Regions from separate parts of the Sus scrofa genome. Here region 2 is linked to region 1. The links are chromatin contacts, called in public HiChIP or PLAC-seq maps. All regions are on one chromosome and are shown on one strand. Each heading gives the region's core, a stretch centred on a gene start, on an enhancer-like site or on the middle of the called end of the contact. The rest is flanking DNA. Distances are from core to core; before and after follow the strand shown.

Region 1 (2,779 bases), core at 127-2,626:
ATTAACGCTGAGCCTTGTCCTGACAGAGGTGGGATTGGAGCGCAAGCTTCCAGCCTACCCACTCGTGTGCTTGTCTCTGCTACCCTGAAACCTCCTGGTAGCTCCCTGCTGGGAAGATGAACCAGCTACCTGTGTGGGTCCAGGTACCACAACCCCCGGGGGCAAATCCATTTAAAGTATAAGGTGTTACTGCAGGGTCCTGCCACACCTGCAGACAGCTGTTTTGGACTTCGTGCCCTGAAGGCTGGACCTGTGACCACAGAGACCCCGCAGCAGCTCCCAGGGCCCAGGCAGCCTTACCTGGAGCTCCGGCATAGCCTTCAGCGCTGGGGACGAGCCCGGGCTGGGTGTGGCCGTCGGCGCCCTGGGGCAGCCCCCTCCCCGACACGCCCACCCTGCCCGGAGGCCCGGCCTCCCCGGTCTCCGTGATGACTCCGGTGGAGCCGGGCAGGAAGGGCAGCCCCATCCAGCCGGGCCACGCCCTCGAGGGCGGCGGCTGGGTGGGTCTCCGGGGCAGGACCGGCCGCTGGCCCGTGTGCGGCCTTCCTGGGTCCTCGCGAGGCGGCGGCGGGCTGGGCTGCGGTGGTGGCAGTGCTGGAGAAGGGTCGCTAGGTGCCGCTGGGGGCGGGGTCCCTCGGGGCGGAGGAGGGGGCGCTTCCGAGGACTCCTCCGCTGAGCCTTCGCAAAGTAGAAAGAAATACACAGGGTTAAAAAAGGCAGGCTCCGCAGCTCAGCCTCCGGCCCCTCTGAGAGGCTCCCCGAAAGGTGTGCGCTGGGAGGGCTGCCCCGAGGCATCCACGAAGTCACTGGCTGGTGCCAGCAGTGAGCACAGGCGCAGCCACCACAGCGTGTGGACGGCCCACCTCGGGCTTTCAGCCTCTCTCCGTGATGGTCACAGGCTCCAGGCAGGACCACGCTTGGCTTCAGCAACCAAACACCCCGATTTGTCTAGATGACAGTCCCCTAGATGGGATCTGCCTGTTGCCACCTATGACCTTACATTCTCCCAAACAAGCTGGTCTCAACGGTCACTGTGGAGGCTTCACAGGCCGAGGGCCTGCCTTGGGCAGACACTAGGTGACCCAGGCAGACATGAAGGTGTGGCTGCCTCTGCAGCAGATGGCCCCGTGGTCACCCCAACGCCTTGGGCCTCTCACCACAGCCTCAGGATGACCAATTGCTGGAGTTTCTGCTGAAGGAAACTCCTGAGTCACATTTCCCTGCCCTCTCAGGATGGCGCTGTGACACAGCCAGGAAGCTGCCACCCTTTCCTCTGAATACTTTCCTGGAACCAGTCTTCCAGGAAGCCCTTCCTGGAGGCCTGCAAGACATCTGAAAATAAGCAGGACTGGCCATGATCCCACCCGCACAAGCCAAACCCCACCCACCTCCTCAAGCTGCGTGGTGCCTGCAGTGGCCCAGGCTCCAACGCTACCAAATTATAACCAAGCTGCCAATCAAATGCCTGTTGGCTCACTGTCTAGCTTTGTTTAAAAACTCGCCAAGGTAATTATGGCACATCAGACACATGTTCCTCTTCCACCCACAGAGCTAGGCTGCCAGCCACCTCTACCCACAAAGGAAGGCTATTTCCCAAACAGCCTTTCCTGACCAGTACTCCAGGAGAGAATTAAGCCTGAAAGAAAGTGATCTGAATGAAGTGGTCCCTTTTTCAATTCTCCCAGGGATGGTACAGAGCTATTACTATTTCAGATGCACCGAAGATCAGTTAACTCACACCACACAATAGAAAGGCATTAGGTCTTCACTGTCTTCAGGACTCTGATGGGAAGGGCTGGGTTAGACACAGAAACTGAGGCGGAGGAATTCCAGACATGGGGACACCACCAGCTACAGTGAAGGACACGAATGAGAAAGGAAACCAATCAATAAAAAGGAACTTTGAAGAAAGAGATCATGCAAGACAATAAATGTGTAATAGCCTCAAAGAAACAGAAGACACTGCATCCAGGTGCAAGAAGAAATTGGCATTTTTAAAAACGGCCTAACCAGAGAATAAAGATGAGACTTTGCTGATTAAAAATATGCTTGCCTGGAGTTCCCCAGTGGCTCAGTGGGCCCTAAAAAAAAAAAAAAAAAAGCTATGAACGCTTACAGCAAGTCCAGAGAGTAAGCAGCCCAGGATTGGGTCAGGAAGAGAGATCTCCAGGAGGGTGCCACTAATTTTAAAAAATGGAACAAACAAATGACCTGATACTTGTTAAGCTACTGAGAGGGTACTGGAGGGTGGAAGAATACAAAACAGATACACAAGATCCAGCAAATACTAATGCACCACTACTAATTCAGAGAAAAGCAAACCAAAAATAGCTAAATACAAACCAATAGCTAAATATAACAATCATATTTAGCTATTGTGGAGCTATTTAGCTTCTAACAGAAATACTGATGTTCGCAGTCTAGCTGATAATAATCTGTGTCATGTCTAAATACGTTGTAATGTTTACAGAGAGAGCAATCTAAAGGCAGTAAATTGGTTTTGAAATACAGAGGTGAACATCAGGGGAGAAAACAGCTGGGAAGAGTTGCATGTGGCCGGCTCTGGGGAGAGAAGGGGGCTGGTTTTCACTGTAAGGTCTCAGTATATATACTGTATATATAATTACAGAAGACCCGAGGGCCTGGCTGTACTTTTCCCTCCAGTCCAAGCCCGCCTGGGCCCCTCTCCTGTCCATCCCCCCACCCCCCACCCCATCCCCCTCCCACGGCTCACACGTGGGCCTCCCTCCCAGGGCACAGGCTCCGGCCCAAGCCCACC
Region 2 (2,846 bases), core at 189-2,688, 51 kb after region 1:
TTTAGAGATCCCAACACCTGGAAGAGGTCAGTTTTATGGGGACATTTGGACAAAACTCGCCTCTTTTAGAACACTGGTTAAAGCAAACCCTCAGCTAATCCTACTTGTACAAGTTTTAGCAGTATACATTTTGGAATCTTCTCTGTGCCCCAGAACACGCAATATGGATGTAATTAGGTCCAGCTGCCTTATGTTAGCAATAAAATTGAAAGAGAGAGAGAAAGAGAGAAGTGGGGGTGGGGGGCTTTGTTGGTCCCCTCCTATGCTCAGCAATCGCAAGCTCGCAAGGCAGGCGCATCCCTGACGCTCGCTCCAGGCGGCACACGCTCCTTAAACACCCCATCGTGCCTGGTACCCCAGTCGGCGCTCAAACTTTTCAGCGGAAGTTTTTCAACCACTGGAAGAGATTTGCTGAGCGGCTGGAGCCCAGCGCTCTGACCCCACCCCCACCCACCCCCGCGGCCCTGGCTCCGCGACTTACACGAGCGCGGACGGACAGGGCATCTGGTTCCAGGCACAGTTGTACTGAGCCTGAATAAAACTCTCGCTTCCCTCCAGCACCGAGCAGCTCACGTTCTTGTTCACGATGTACGCGCACCAGTTCCTGGGGTGAAAGAAAGGGAGAAGGGCACGGTGTAAACCTGAACAGAGAGGCTGGGGGAGACCTGACGAGCCTACAGGGCGTCTGGGATACCCTGGTCCCGGCGGGCAGAGGCGGGCGCTCGACCAGCAGATATCTAGAGGGTGCGCGGGTGCGCCTTTGGATAGCGTGAACCTGTACCCGACAAAAGACAGAGGCAAAAAGAGCCCTTAAGGTCCCAGCGACTCCAGTAATTCCTGGGGGGGGGGTAGTTTCCTGATCGCCCTGTTCTTTGGGACCCGCCCTGCGCCCCAAGCCCCAGGCAGCCCTGCGGGAGGCAAGGGAGAAGTCGCTGGGGGCGCCCGGCGTAGCCCCTGGAGCGCGCGGCCACCGAGGAGGAGGCACCACCCCGGCAGGCGGAGGGGGACCCCGGCTGCAGCTCATGGCCTCAGCAGGGCAGAGTCGGGAGGGGTAGGTGGAGGGAGCCTCGCCGTCCTGGGGGAGAGGCGAGGCCGCGCACTTACTTGTTCCTGGCGCTGGGCCTCACGGGGTGCCTGAGCTGCGGGCCGGCGTGGCACAGTCCCGCGCCGCCGAGGGCCAGAAGCGCCAGCGCCCAACGCCAGGGCGCGCGGGGCCGAGCCCGTGTCCTCTGCCACATTCTGCGCGCGGGGCGCGCCCCGCCGGCGGGATACGGAGAGAGGGTCGGGGCAAGCGCCGGGAGGCTGCGGGCGGCCGGGGCGCGGCCCGAAAAGGCAGGAGGCTCGGGCGCTGCGCCGCGCCCCACCCGCGCTCCGCGGCCGCCCCCTCCGGTTTCTTGCTCCCCCTTCTCTTTCTCCACCCCGTGCGCCCGCGCTTCTTCTCGGTCCCTCAATGACGCACAGGTCCCCCCGGTGCCGCCCTTTTTATTTCACTTCCCCCTCCGAAACGTGACTCTCCTTCCAGCGCGTCCGTCTCCAGTCCTCTTGCCGCTCGGCAGGGGGTTTGGGGTGAAAAGGCCACAGGGTTTGGGGAAAGGGTCTCCGTTACAGAATTTCCAATTACTCATTCCTTTGGTCTCTTCCCAGAATCGGGGCAACTTCCCCTCCCACCTTCCAGCGGGCGCGCCCCGGCCCCTCGGGAAGCGGCCGCAGTCAGCGAGTCTGGCGGTCCTCACGTCGTGCCTGGGTGCCGGCTTCCCGGGGCGAATGAGGGACATTTTTATCAGTTCTTTATCGGACTCGACTCGGGTTTCCTCTGGCAAGACGCGCGGCCATTCCTCCACGTCTGAACTTAGGAGGGGTTAGGAGAAATGAACGCGGGTCCTCTTCTCTTTCTTTCCCTTACGCATCCATTTAACACTAGTTGCCTCGTCAACATGCAGGGCAGCAGGGGACACTGGAAGCGACACTAACCAACAGGTTCTAAAGCACAACATCAGACTAATATACACTACACTGGTTTTGGCAAGGTAACCTCCCAGCCTCTCCTTCTGATGTCCTTTTCTGAACTTTTCCTACCAACGTTAAAAGCATTTTCTCCACAATAATCGCCTTTGCTTTGAAACAGTTCAGGCACTGCTAGATGTCTTTTCACTTGCTTGCATATTTTCTGGCTATTTTCGAGTTACACGAACTTTACAAATTTCTTTTGGGGATGAATCAAGTCTACCAAAGAACCTTACCTAAAATCCCCACCAGAATGTTGTACTCTCCTGGGCAGAGAGAACTCTGTATTTAAGTTAACCTGCTGCGTCTAATGAACTGAGGTGAGGTTATTTGCAGATTGCATAGATTAACTGCAATATCTGTGAACTTAAAGGATGCTGTTGGCTGTGAATTGTAACATGGACAATAAAGCTTTACTGTAACTAAATGAAACCTTTGGTCCATTTCATTTCTAGTATGCTTTGATGTTGTTGAACCTTTTGATTTGCAAATAGAAGAAAGAAAATTCCCTAAGTAGACACTTCACAAAAGCTGAGCAGAAAAATATACCATGTAAGGACATAGACTGTCTGAGAACTCTCTAAATGGGAGATCATGCAAATAATGGGATGACATGACCTCAGCCTTCAAAAGAGCCATCCACCCTGCGCGGAAAGCAACAGGAAGGGATAAAAAGCTGTCTTGCATAACCCAACCCCTAACTTTCTGTGTGACTTCCCTATTCTCCCCATCCGAACCCCATTTTGTCGGTGAAGTGTCACAGGAAGAAGCAGAGCACAGAAATGAAAGAAAAGAAAATGGAGAAAACACACAAGCTGTGTGTGTCTACAGCTGACAGCTAA

The links. HiChIP or PLAC-seq counts read pairs in DNA pulled down with a chosen protein or histone mark.
Region 2: a contact with region 1 is called in an H3K27ac HiChIP or PLAC-seq map of alveolar macrophages. The contact joins the promoter of EMILIN2 here to the enhancer-like site in region 1. A contact is called at or near these places in 13 of 47 Hi-C or Micro-C datasets (adipocytes, embryonic fibroblasts, epiblast stem cells and 7 more) and 2 of 2 datasets of contacts at active chromatin or transcription factors (alveolar macrophages and skeletal muscle).

What each region holds. Positions count from the first base shown.
Region 1 is chr6:103,734,860-103,737,638 of Sscrofa11.1, forward strand. EMILIN2 (EMILIN-2) reads right to left here. Exons shown (of 8, transcript XM_021096135.1): 5 at 301-678. Among named protein-coding and RNA genes, the nearest start is that of LPIN2, 49 kb to the left of the region's middle. Within about 2 kb of position 1,377, at least 44 of the 83 cell types and tissues checked have an H3K27ac peak or open chromatin away from gene starts, as enhancers often do. A contact at or near this core is called in alveolar macrophages, embryonic fibroblasts, fetal liver and 3 more, where this site is marked.
Region 2 is chr6:103,785,483-103,788,328 of Sscrofa11.1, forward strand. It overlaps EMILIN2 (EMILIN-2), which reads right to left and starts at 1,439. Exons shown (of 8, transcript XM_021096135.1): 1 at 1,105-1,439; 2 at 482-604. The coding sequence starts at 1,238.